2 separate regions of the Zea mays genome follow, and region 2 is linked to region 1. The links are chromatin contacts, called in public Hi-C maps. All regions are on one chromosome and are shown on one strand. Each heading gives the region's core, a stretch centred on a gene start, on an enhancer-like site or on the middle of the called end of the contact. The rest is flanking DNA. Distances are from core to core; before and after follow the strand shown. Region 1 has its middle 9.6 kb from the start of LOC109944812. Region 2 holds the start of LOC111591128.

Evidence for each region. A called contact is a pair of places that touch in the nucleus more often than the background predicts.
Region 2: a Hi-C map of endosperm shows a contact between it and region 1, with 7 times the contacts expected there. The contact joins the promoter of LOC111591128 here to the enhancer-like site in region 1. A contact is called at or near these places in 5 of 25 Hi-C or Micro-C datasets (bundle sheath, endosperm, leaf and 1 more).

Annotation. Positions count from the first base shown.
Region 1 is chr3:50,793,582-50,800,110 of Zm-B73-REFERENCE-NAM-5.0, forward strand. No RefSeq gene overlaps it. Among protein-coding and RNA genes, the nearest start is that of LOC109944812, 9.6 kb to the left of the region's middle. Within about 2 kb of position 1,395, at least 19 of the 20 cell types and tissues checked have an H3K27ac peak or open chromatin away from gene starts, as enhancers often do. A contact at or near this core is called in bundle sheath, endosperm, leaf and 1 more, where this site is marked.
Region 2 is chr3:51,078,794-51,085,685 of Zm-B73-REFERENCE-NAM-5.0, forward strand. LOC111591128 reads left to right here and starts at 4,799. Exons shown (of 1, transcript XM_023301969.1): 1 at 4,799-6,438. The coding sequence starts at 5,596. The coding sequence ends at 6,369. It overlaps LOC100037796 (protein kinase-like), which reads left to right and starts at 3,889. Exons shown (of 13, transcript NM_001112497.2): 1 at 3,889-4,600; 2 at 4,730-4,792; 3 at 6,483-6,554; 4 at 6,653-6,760. The coding sequence starts at 4,406.

The DNA of each region.
Region 1 (6,529 bases), core at 145-2,644:
GCAGTCCTTCGGTTAATAATTAACAAATTTATTTCATCTTATAGATTATATAATCTAGATTATAATTAGAGTTATCTAATCCAGATTATAATTTATCGAAATAATATTCTATACATAGCTGTTTGGTTGCCTATGCCCTTGTTGCGTGTGATTTGGGAGGAGAAAAGAAGAATGTCAATTGGTGTAATTTTAACACCATAATTATGGGTAGTGGGTTTTTTTTGCCTAAAAATAATCTCAAATAATGTCCTCTTGAGAAGATTATGAGGCTATCATAATCCGGGGTATAGATTATATAATCTAGACATATAATTTGGTTGTTTGTTTACTAGCCACATTATTTATGTTGGGTTATTAATCTAGACAGATTATAATTCGGAACAAACGGGGTAACAATCATATCACTAATATTAATTTTAACTGTTAATTTTTAGTGGATGCAAACATATCCAAAATACTTGGTCAATTATCACGGCAGGCATGGGACCGGAGTAGCGGACAATGCAAGCTTAAAAAGCAGCTAAGGCCATGTGCTAGCTAGAGAGCGACGTCCATGCATTATTGATGATGGATCAACCTACACTACACACGGCTGGCCTGTATTCTGTGTACCAAACGAGAATCAGTGGATCGTCGATGAGTCATGAGTGCACGATCCCTCTCTCTCGTCACGTTGGTTCAATTAAGCAGCTACCAGCAGTCAACTGACTGCACACTCTAGTCCAAACACGGCCAGCCTTTTGTTCGTGCAAGGAAAGCGATCGACGACGGTGATCGGCCGGGGAACGAAGGTACGTGCAGGATATATGGCCCGGTAGTGCATGTGTCATGTGTGTGTGCCGAGATCGTGTGTGCATGTGTGGGTCCGGTCCGGTGGTTGCAAGGACATCGGTCGGTTGGTGCTGCACTGCACGCACGCGTCCCACGAGGACGAGGCCTGCACCTGCACGGTATGTTCGGTATTGAAGGCCTCCCCAGCCAAAACTCGGACCCGACCTGCAGGGAACGATGTGCACACACAGACACAGGACAGGACAACAGGACCCCAGTCCCCAGCAGAGTTGAAGCCAAATTCCGTGACAGGGTTCGGCGCCGTCCGATGCGCCGGTACATACGTCGACTTTTGAATATAACTTGCGAAACAATAATATCGGAAAGTGATCGATTATAATGGGCCGGGAGGAGGCTGGAGCGCCTGGCGGCCGGCGGGGTTCGTTCCAGCAATGCATAAACAGAATCGTCGATGTATCATGATGCAATGTGTGTGTGGCACGCGCGGCTGTCATTTTCACGTGAAACGTATAGTAACAATAATAATATATGATAACAATAATGGTCTGATGCTCCAGAGACAATAGTACGTGTTTAAATGCGTATGTCCCCACGCGGGCATGCACGTGCCCCCCGCTACCTGCAAATCAACGGCTACATGCCAATTGCCAGTCCAGACCAGACTTGGTGACTCCATCAACTTCCTCTATATTCATCCTCTATATCTAAGTTTTACAACCTCCTCTAAAAGATTCTCTCCTTTATATCTTCTTCCTCTCTAACAACATTCACTATATCTTGTACTTTATACATAAATACCTATAAGAGAGACATATTTTATTTTTACTTTTTATACATACGTATTTGTATAATACTCTCAAATGTTTTGTACGTATTTTAGTTTTGTTAAATCTATTGTTTAAAGTATTAAATGGATAGAGTAGAGGAGAGAGAAACTCCATATATAGAGAATCTACCAGCGTTCTCTAAATTTAAAGGACCTGTCGGTACCCTAGATTAGGGCAACCCCTTGCTACGGTATGAAGACACGATGTCTGTGCGGCTACCCTTAGCCGCGCGGAGAACAGCTCCAGGAGTATCTCGTGAGCGGTTGAGGTGGCATTATCGGAGACAACGCCATCGGGCCCAGAGGACACAGGACCCCTGTACGCACAACCCGGACCCCCGAAGTAAAGCAGCCCAGAGCCGTTGGATAGGGTTCGTACCCTACCAAGTGAGCTCCGGACCACCCATGACAAGGTCCCAGGAAAGGAAGTGTCGTGACCTAGGCATGGGTCCGGTATTGACGCGTGTCCAGACTCTATCCGGAGCACCTCCGCTCCCCACTCGGTCGAGGGTCTAATGCTGCCACATGGCTTATTGTCTGTGACGTAGGCCAGCGAGCGAAGCATGACGTAAGGGCTCTGGGCCGCGCGGCCCTCGCATTTATTGCGGAGAGGACACGCCGCCTGTCACCCTTCTGACAGGCGATGTGCCCCCACGGCATTTATTGCGTCCTATCCATTCCACTGGCAGGCGGCGCCAGGGCCACCCTGCAGACGGCGCACATGTCCAGTCCGTTGCCGGAACAGTGTGCCCGTGCTGCGCGGTGCACTGTACTCATCCCTTATACGAGAAGCTTCCCCCTGCACGCCGAGGCTATACAGATCTTGGGTGTCAGGGCGCAAGAAGATCGCTCCAGCAGCAAGTATTAGTAGCTACATCCGCCGTGTTCCTGGGCCCACATGTCGGGGCTCAATACTCTTGTACATGTCCCCCTTTAGCTATAAAAGGGGAGGCATGCGACGTTACAACACAAGCTCAATCTTTAGGCTTAGACCCAAGTCATCCAAGACAACTCAAGCTCTCAAGCAATATAACACACAGTGGAGTAGGGTATAACGCTCCGGTGGCCCAAACCACTCTAAACTCTTGCGTGTTCTTGTGTTCATTCCTTCATCTCGCAACAAGCAAAACTCTTAGGCCCCTCCTCATCTTAGGATTTAGGACGGGTGCACTCCGCCACCCGGTCGGAGATTTCCTCCCCGACATTTGGCGCGCCAGGTAGGGGCTAGGCTTTAGGATTTTGCTTGTTTTCTCACTCAGCATGATGGTGTAAATCGTTGAGCACGGTGGATTTCGTGGTGGAGGAAGAAGTTGCTTCTTCCACACCACAGGTTCCCAACTGCCCTATGCCAGACACTGCTGTTGTGCATGTCGCACGACAGCATACAACTGCACAGACATCCCGGACTCCGTCGAGGGCGACCCCGGGAGCATTGTCAGTAGCCAGTGAGTTGCTGCGACACCCTCCAAGCTCCACGGCCTCATCAGGGGCCATGAAGCCATGGTGGGACGATGTCGACCGACTGCTCGGCATGGCACATTCTACCTCGACCAGGTCGAGGCCACGGTCATCCCGGCGCCAACATGAGGCGTCGGCGTCTGTGCGCTCACCCTCAGTGAGGGGCACATAGACCAACGACCTTCGGGCAGAACTCAACCGCAGGCGTGCGGGAGAGGACGCCCTGGTCTCTTTGGAGAGGGCGCGCGAGCGCCGCCAAAACATTGAGGGCCACAACCTCGACCAAGACTTCACTGCGGTAGCACCACAGAGACCAATGGGCACCCAGTCCCAAGCGGGTGTTCCCTTGGCCGGCGTGGGCTGCGCCGCTCTCGCGGATCATCTCGATATGGCGTCATGGCCACCCATGTTCTGGCCGCACCTCCCAGAAAAGTAAGACGGAACGACAAACCCGTCGGAGTTCCTGCAGGTGTACGTCACCGCCATCACGGCAGGAGGTGGAAACACCGCTGTGATGGCAACATATTTTCATGTCGCCTTGTCTGGACCAGCCCAGACTTGGCTCATGAACCTCGCCCCAGGGTCAATCTACTCCTGGGAAGAGCTCTGCGCGCGGTTCGTTGCGAACTTCGCTAGTGCTTACCAGCAACACGGCGTGGAGGCCCACCTGTACGCAGTAAGGCAAGAGCTCGGAGAAACTCTCCGGACATTTATCTCCCGCTTCACCAAGGTGCGAGGTACTATACCTCGTATCTCCGATGCTTCTATCATCATGGCCTTCCGCCAGGGGGTACATGATAGAAATATGTTGGAGAAGTTGGCCACGCATGACATGGAAACGGTGCCCACTCTTTTTGCTTTGGCCGACAAGTGTGCGGCCAGGGCTGCTGAGGGCCGTGCATGGCACTCAGCGCCACAGACCAGGGCTGCCCAAGCAGGCGGCTCAGGTGCCGTCGCTCAGGATGGCAAGAAAAAGAAGAAAAAGAACCGCGGCAACGAGTAGCCGCACTCCGCCGCTCTGGTCATCGCAACTGCGACTGGGGGCCGGGACGACCGTAGCAAACGCCCACGACCACCGAGGGGTAACGGCGGCACATGCCTCGTGCACCCCAACGGTCGCCACAGCGCCGCAGAATGTCGCGAGATCATCGACCTCGTGAAGCGTGTCAACGCGCGACGCGAGCAGTCTTCCGGGGATGGATCCCCACCTCGTCACCGACCCGGCAAGGAAAAGGCCAACGACGAAGAGGTGGTCGCGGCCGAACTGGATCTTGGGTATCAGTCACCCGAGGGGGTCCTGAAGGATGTCTTCACTGGAGACTCCAATTCCGGTGAAGGCAACTAGACGGACCACCAGGGGGCCCCGTGCTACCTGGCCTACGGGGCCGAAGCCTGCCTCCCCACGGAAACCCTTCTGGACTCCCCACGGCTCCAACCTTTCAATGAGTTTATGTAGGGGCCACTATAATGCAAGGACGTGGACTCAAGCGGCGGACTCAAGTGACAAGTTGCAACTCGAAATGCACATCGTAACCAGGTGCCCAAGTACTATGGCCAACGGTTCGTGCATAGGAGGGAACCCAGGGTTGGGACCTAATCCTGCGGCAAAGTACTGAACCAAGAGGGGATCCATAACCTCTCCCCCAGCAGGGAGGAACCCCTCAAGGCGATGGAAATTTGCCAACCCAAGGGATGCCAACTTTGCTATAGCTGAAGAAGTACCCCTTCCTATCCCAGTAAGTTCATAGAAGCAACTCTGAGGGGTTAGATTTTTCTCCTTTCATAATTAAATTTCGCATATGTGTTCACCAGCCCGGTGAGGTCTGCCCACATAAACCCGGCCTGATGGTTTACACCCATGCATATCAAGTTATAAAGAGGAAATTCACCCCCTCGGACGCGTTTCTATGACAACTTTATCTTCCTGCTCCATGGATTTGGCCTACAGTTTTCATATAATACCTTTTATCTAACCCACCCGCACGGTTCCCCATCTGTCCTGACATGACGACATCCGAATTGAGCAGCTAGGCTTGCAGTTTAGGACCTCCTTTACGAAAGCAGGGAGGTCCGACATCCTGGGGGCCGGTTCCAAAGAACGGGAGCTCGTTCCATGGAATGGTCCGGAGTAGTGTAGCCGCTTATCCTAGTCCCGTACTGTAAGTCTGCACAGCCCACCATTTTGTGACGGGTACCTTAGTATTTGGAACTATAGCTCTATGGGTCCGACAACCTGGGGTCCGGCTCTGGAAAATGGGCACTTGTCTCCTGGGGTGGTCCGGAGCCGTGTAGCCGCTTAGCTTGGTCCCGTACCGTAAGCCTACACACTCCACCACCCTACGACGGGAGTCCTAGTATCTAGAGCCGCGACCCAAGGGGGTCCGGACACGCAACTTGGCCACCCGGACTAAACCCTACGAGTCCCGTGCATGTATCAAAGAATGGCTAATATCAGACAGGGGACCCTATGGGTGTACTACTAACGCTCACTAGCTGAAGCTGTGTACAGATCCAGATCCCGGCCGAGGCTGCCTCCCGAGAGTTGTTGACAACCCTTTCAGATACGTTGGTATCCAACCTCGACTCATCAAGCCTGCATCCCAGGCGGGGGGCCAGGTACCAGGGAGGAGTCAACAACATCACACACAGCAGGAACAGGCAATACACAGATAAGTGCTAACACTGCTTGATAAATAGTACTCAAAAGTACCTTACAAAAAGCAAAAGTATTACATCCGCCTTCAAGCGGAATCCTAGTTCCATCTCTACTTTGCAGGTATAAACTACCAGACGCCAGCGGAGTCACGCTGGAAAGCCCGCGATCACTGTCCTTGCGGAGTCCTCCAGAACGGCGTGACAGTAGTGATGGCCACCTCAATGCGTGCGCCATTGCGAAGAGGTCCTCGCCCCCGTCCTCCTACGGGGGGCGACAACGAGGCCATTAAAGCTAAAGAGTTGGAGGCTTGGCGGCAGGTGGCGCTGGTGGTCTCGCCAGTGGAGGCAACCACCTCTGCAACGGGCAGCCTCACCAGCGGCGGTGACCACCTCAGCACCGATGATAGCGGCCACCTCTGCACCGGTGGCTTACCGGCGACGGTGGCCGCCTCACCGCGTGCAGAAAGGTCCTTGCCCCCATCCTCCTACGGGGGTGAGGACAAGACCATCCAAGAACGCGGCCACCACCGCCGCGGCGTATGACGTCTTATACAACCCCCTGGGCGGCGCCAGAGCAGTGCGACTGGTTGCGCAGGGAACGCCACGGATGCGGCAGACCTGAGCACGGCACGACCGGCCGACCGTCGCCCGTGCGGTGGACGAACAGCTGAGAGCACATAGAGGGGGGGTGAATAGGTGATCCTGTAAAACTTGAACTTAATACCACAAAAACTTGGTTAAGCGTTAGCACAGTAATGCCAAGTGGCTAGAGAAGAGTCTTAGCGAAACACAATAACC
Region 2 (6,892 bases), core at 3,549-6,048, 290 kb after region 1:
AGCTATGCAGACACAAGAAGAAGAGAACTGAGTTTCGAAGTCGGAGACTTTGTCTATCTGAAGGTGTCACCGATCAGAGGAGTCAGAAGATTCGGAGTGAAAGGCAAGCTAGCACCCCGCTACATTGGTTCGTATCAGATTCTTGCAAGACGTGGAGAAGTGGCCTATCAGCTCAGTTTGCCAGAGAATTTGTCTGCTGTGCATGATGTCTTTCATGTGTCTCAGTTGAAGAAGTGCTTGCGTGTGCCAGAAGAGCAGTTGTCAGTGGAAGGTCTTGAAGTCCAGGAGGACTTGACCTACGTTGAGAAGCCAGTGCAAATCCTTGAGGTCGCAGACAGAGTCACCCGAAGGAAAACCATCAGAATGTGCAAAGTCAGATGGAATCACCACTCTGAGGAAGAAGCAACCTGGGAGCGTGAAGACGATCTGATGGCTAAATACCCTGAGCTCTTTGCTAGCCAACCCTGAATCTCGAGGGCGAGATTCTTTTAAGGGGGATAGGTTTGTAACGCCCTGAATTTGGGGGTAGAATTTTTTCTTCTTGTCTCTCACCAAATTCAGGCGTTACCCTTTTCTTTCCTCGTTCCCTCGCTAAACCTTGATCTTTTCCAAAGTTATAGCGGAGTTTGGCTTGGATTTCCCGTGTAAAGAAAAAACCCTAAATTACTTGATGTTGTTTGATGCACCATGCCGAACTATGCATTCTTTGATTGCTTAGAGATGTAAGTGCATTCATCTAGAAAGATCGGATTTCGAAAAGGAGAAAAACCTTTTCTTTCTTTTTCTTTTTCTTTCTCTCTCTTTTTTTTCTTTTTCTTTTCTCTCTCCCGCACCGTGGGCCGCCCTGGCCGGCCCAGCCGCCCCCCCGCGCGCCCCCTTTGGGCCCATTGGCCCAGCCGCCCCCTCCCAATCCCCCCAATTCCCCCCAATCCCTCTCCCTCCCTCTCATTCTCTCTCTTCCCCACCCTAGCCGCCGCCCCCTGCCCTAGCCGCCGCCCCTGCTCGTCGCCGGTTCGGCCGCCCGTCCCCGTCCCCGGTGAGGTCCCCCTCCCCCTCTCTTCCCTCCCCCATCCCCCCCTCCCCTTCCCCCTACCCGGCTCGGCCCCGCCGCTCGGCCGCCCCTGCGCCCCGGTCCGGCCGCCCGCCGCCCAGCTCGGCCGCCCCTGGCCGGCTCGGCCCGCCGCCCCTGCGCGCCCTGCCCCGCCCCTGGCCGGCTCGGCCGCCCCTGCGCGCCAGCTCGGCCGCCCCCTGCCCCTGCGCCCCCACCGGTTCGGCCGCCCGCCGCCGGCTTGGCCACCCCCGCCCCTGCCCAGGCCGGTTCAACCGCCCCCTGGCCGGTTCAACCGCCCCCCCTTTTTTATTTATTTTATTTTATTTTATTTTCTTTCATTACTGTTACTTATTTTATTTTAGGCAGGATAATCATTGTTCATGTTATTGAAATAGGAGACTTGATTTAGAATTCCGTTACGCTAGTTAATTCATATAATCAATTGTTTATCCAGTTCAATGTTGATCAACTAAAAATGACTAGGTTTCCATTAGTGCATATAACTAAATTCTTTTGTTAGAACCAATTGTAACTAATCATTAGTGCATAAGCTTTAACCCCCCCCCCCGCGAGACCTTTTCTCGTTTCTTTCTAACCATAATGAATGCGACATCGAATGTCATACTTGATGCATATCCACTTTATTTGTTCCCTTGTATGATGTACTGTTTGCTTCCCAATTTGAATGGATGTATGTATGTATGCTTGCAATCGCATAGAGAACGATCCGGTTGAAGAGCCCGAGGAACTTGCAGGAGAAGCCCCTGGGCAGCAGTCGGTTGGTGGAGGCAAGTGTCCCTTGACCTATCTATGTCCTATTCATTATTTAATTCACCTCCCGCTGTATACATTTATGCCTAAAGATTGACTAGTTTTGTTATCCCTGTCCTTGCTTACCTATATGGGTTGGATTATTATTAGTTAGCTTTATGCTATTGCTCAACTCTAATCAATGAACATGATGAGATTATCTATGATACGCTGTTTTCCCTTCTCTTATTATGATGTTATACTTGTGGTCTTCAAGGGGGCTCGAGCGGTTTCTCGAGTGCCTCTCCGTAAGGACCTGTTCTATGGATGACCGCCTGGGAAAACAGTGCAACCATGAGGGTGGAATGGGGTGCCCTTAGCTGAATAATTAGAGGATCCGGAGTGTAGTTCACTTAGCCGTCGTGCCGTCAATGGGGCTCGGTGTATGCGGCTCGCTCTGCCAAGTTTGGGTTCGCCCCTTGGGGAGGAGTGCGGTGCATTTAGGAAACCTAACGGGTGGCTACAGCCCTGGGGAATCTTTGTAAAGGCTACGTAGTGATGCCCTGCTAGGCCACCTAGGTAGTGGTCAATGGGGAGTTGCTCTCTCCGGGCAGAATGAGAATCACGGCTTGTGGGTAAAGTGCACAACCTCTGCAGAGTGTTTAAAAACTGATATATCAGCCGTGCTCGCGGTTATGAGCGGCCAAGGGAGCTCCAGTGATTAGTGGTACTTGATCAGAGACATTATGGTACAGATGGCTATGAGATCGATGGTTTTGGTTATGACTATGGTGCTGGTAAGTGGTATTCTTTCCGTTTGGAAAGGGTACATCGGGTTAATAACTTGGGTTAAAGCTAAAACCTGGCTTTCTATTAGTAAATAATAACCTGACCAACTAAAAGCAACTGCTTGACTTATCCCCCACATAAAGCTAGTCCACTACAGCCAAACAGGATACTTGCTGAGTATGTTGATGTGTACTCACCCTTGCTCTACACACCAAACCCCCCCATCCCCAGGTTGTCAGCATTGCAACCACTGCTCAGGCGAAGATGAAGCTGTGGAAGGAGACTTCCAGGAGTTCCAAGACTACGACGAGTTCTAGGTGTGGGTTAGCGGCAACCCCCAGTCGGCTGCCTGTGAAGGCCGCGTTTATCTACGTTTCTTTTCCGCACTTTGATTTATTGTAAGGACTATATGGACGTCTCAGACGTATGATGTAATCAACTATTTTCCCCTTTTAATACTATTTTGAGCACTGTGTGATGATGTCCATGTTATGTAACTGCTGTGTACGTGAATAACTGATCCTGGCACGTACATGGTTCGCATTCGGTTTGCCTTCTAGAACCGGGTGTGACACTCATGGATCCTGCAAAATATGTGTCAGGATTTGGAGATCCATGCGAGCACTACACATGGTGCTCCTCCCTTGTGTTCTTGGCTCTTGCATGCATTAGGTCGTTTCTAAGACCATATTGACACAATAGACTCCATGGTGTTTGAGGTTGCTGAATTGGTTGGAGCAGCAATGATTTGTCACACTAACAATAAAAGGGAAGGTTATTTGTTTGTTTTAAACGTTACTAATTGCTACGAAGTACCATAATTTGTATAGAGCGCATCCAATTTTTATTGATGCCCGACTTTAGCAACCACTCAATATTTTAATCTATCTTTTTTATAAGTTTGAGTTCATGTGACTTAGAAACTTGAGCTCACAAATTTCATCTTATTTGGTCTATATATGGTGAAATTATGCCATTCTATATTTTCTGTTCGTTCAGTCAGTCGTTGTGAACTCTTTTCTAATCGCTCTCTTCATTAGCCGTGTTGTACCGAGACATATTAGATGGAGACATGGAGTAAACAACAATATCAGTTAGTCAAATAAAAAAAATATTATGCGAAGAGTGAAGACAATCAATAAAAAAATTTAAGATCTGTTTGGTGGATAGTTTACGGACAGTACGGGCAACCGACTAGTATGTATATCTGTGTCAAGAGTTTATAGCCACTCGGCCAAGCAATCTCGCTATTTCTCTCTGACTGCCTAGCGGAACTGGTGAATTTGATTCGCGTTATCAGCAATGAACATAGAGCTAGCTAAGAGGATCAAACTGAGGGGAGCGTTCATTGACCTGGCTGCTACGCGGAGGCCTGGTGGACGTAGCAGCAGCAAGGCCGCGTGGATTTGTCCCATTTGTTTTGTTTAATAGTAATATAATCGTGGACAGAGCAGAGGCTTTTGCGTGTGCGTTTACCAGTTGCCCATCCGGGTTACATCTCACGGAATCTGAGGCTGAGGCGACGGAGCGCAAGCAAGCAAGCAAGCGAAAGGGCAGGGCTGCCTGCCACACAAGAGACAAGGGAAGAGGAGAAGGGTAGACGAGTAGACGACTGTGATGAGGCTAGAAGAAGAGCAGGCAGGAGCTATAAGTACCCCGCCCCCTTCCACCCTCTCCTTCCACCTCCCTCCCTTGCTGCCTCATCCATTCCAGAGCTGCGAAGACAGACAGACAGAGAGAAAGAGGGATCGACGGAGCAAGGCGGGGCCGTGTCCGGTCACACACGAGCGAGCCCTCTCGGCCGCGCGTTTGTGAATGGTGAACGGCGAGCGGCGGGCGGACGCGGAGTGCACGCGGGCGTCGCTGCTGGGGAGGTATGAGATCGGGCGGACCCTCGGCGAGGGCAACTTCGGCAAGGTGAAGTACGCGCGCCACATCGCCAGCGGCGGCCACTTCGCCATCAAGATCCTCGACCGCAGCAAGATCCTCTCCCTCCGCATCGACGACCAGGTTGGGCATGCCACACACGTGTTTCGCCGCCGCGCGCTAGCCGTTTCAGATTCCAGTCCGGTCCGGTCCGCCGAGCATGCTGACGGCGGCTTCTTCGTCCATTTCGCTTTGCGCTGGCGCTGTTTGCAGATCAGGAGGGAGATCGGGACGCTCAAGCTGCTCAAGCACCCGAATGTCGTCCGCTTGCACGAGGTGCGTGGCACACCGAACTTGCTTCAAACCTCCCCTTTCGTATCGTTCCTTCATTTCTTCTTGGATTGGATCCTTCTCCTCCTCGCTCCTTCCAGCTCCAGCTGGACCAATTCCCCTTGTCTGCTGGACTGGTAAGATAGGATCCGATCCCGTATACTTCCATTCCATGACGCTAGAAAATGAACTTGCTGTGCTCCGTAAGGGATTATTAGGCTAGCTGTCCAGTTGTACTGTCCTGCAAGTAACGGACCATCTGGCTTTTACTTGGAACCAAAGGATTAGCGGTTTTTGCTTGCGCGGCCGGGATGAGACTCTTTCGTCACACACACACACAAACACAAAACAAAGGATCTCTTTTCTCTCTGCTAGCTCTCGTCGCTTGCTTCTCAACGCTGTTCACGCGGAAAACACCGGCGGGAGCTTTGGCTGACGTCCGGTCCTTCGATCCACGCCGCACGGCATCTCCGCCGGAGTTTTTACTCCGGCCGCTACCGGAATATGAGCCCCTGTCCTGGGCATAAAGCGGTTTCGCCTCGCCACGCCACATGCACCTGCAAGTAGAGAGAGAGGCCTGTCGAGACTCGAGAGTCTATAGTTCACGGGCTCTTCGCCTCTCGGGGTTCCAAAGCCAAAGGGGGAAAAAAAAAGGAAGGAAGAAGGCTCACGGGCTCCTGGAATTACGCTCAGGAAAAAAAATCGCGAGAAAACGATACGATTTTTCGCCAGGTTTTTTGTGAAATTGCTTGTAGTAATAATAACAAGGAAAAAAAAGTCATGTCCTTTGATTCTGTGACGAAAACCACATGCATTCCAAGCGAGACATCTCAGGCCACAGTTTCACACAGTCGCAGTGTGCCGGATACGAAAGCGATCCCATCCGGAGCGTCAGGTCCGTGACCGTCTCGTCTCCACTTGTACAAATGAAACCGACCACCGGCCGGGACGGTTCCCGTTTCGGCACAGTAGAGCAACACGGCACACGAAGGGGGCGGGCCCACCGCGCGCGGTACGCATGCCTCTTGGGCTACCCGTCGAGCCATGTGGCCGGCTTCCTGGTGGCCCCGCCACGTCGGCCTCACACGGTCCCGGTACATCTGGCCAGGCAGGTACTGCTGGAGTATTATGCATGCATCGTCGTGAGCTGGGTGCACCAAGTCACCCCACACCGCGTGGGCCTGCCCGCGACGCAACACTTGTCGCACGGGCCCCGCACACGTGTTCCGCGGGGCCCCCTTGGCTGCTCCTCTATCCTCCCCCCCGGGCCGCTGGCCGCGGCCACCAACTCTGTGCGCCTTGGTGTGACCGGTGGTCTCTGTGCTCCCAAGCTGAGCAGCAGCAATCGCCGTTCCGGAGGCCGGAGCACAGAGACGAGACCCGCCGAGCAGTTTGGGTTTTTTTTTTTTTTGATGATTTGGTGCACCTACCTAAAGAAGCCTTTGGCATCGAGTACGCCTAGTACCACCACCACCACCAAAGAAGCCTTGAGCATGCAGGGTAATAATTGTGACGAGGGCCGGGGAAAGAAAAAGGATGCAGGGAAAGATTACTGTTGTACCCGTATCTCATTCAGGCCCTAGTTGCTGAAAATAACAGTAAATAGGAATCGTGTTTGTTTGCAACTGGAAGCAAAAAAAAAAAAAAAAAAAGAGGTGTGGGTGACTGATATTGAGACCAACCTTTTTCTCTGCAGGTTGCTGCCAGTAAAACGAAGATCTACATGGTGCTTGAGTTTGTCAACGGCGGCGAGCTCTTCGACAAGATCGTAAGCCCACACGTCGTCAAAACGCGCTGTTTGTTTGCACGTAAAAATTCATCTTTCTAACGCTCCTGTTTTCTAACGCGCTGTTTTACACACAAAAGGCTATCAAGGGGAAACTGTCCGAACACGAGGGCAGGAGGCTCTTCCAGCAGCTAATCGACGGCGTCAGCTATTGCCATGACAGAGGTGTCTACCACCGAGACCTCAAGGTAGCCTTCACCGTCAGTTCAGTTGCTTCTCTTGCATTCATATATACTTGTCAGCGTGGAACTCAAACTCAACTAGGGCTTTGCTTGATTCTTCTGTCCGTGACAGCAGTTTGCTTCTTTTATTCTTCTGTC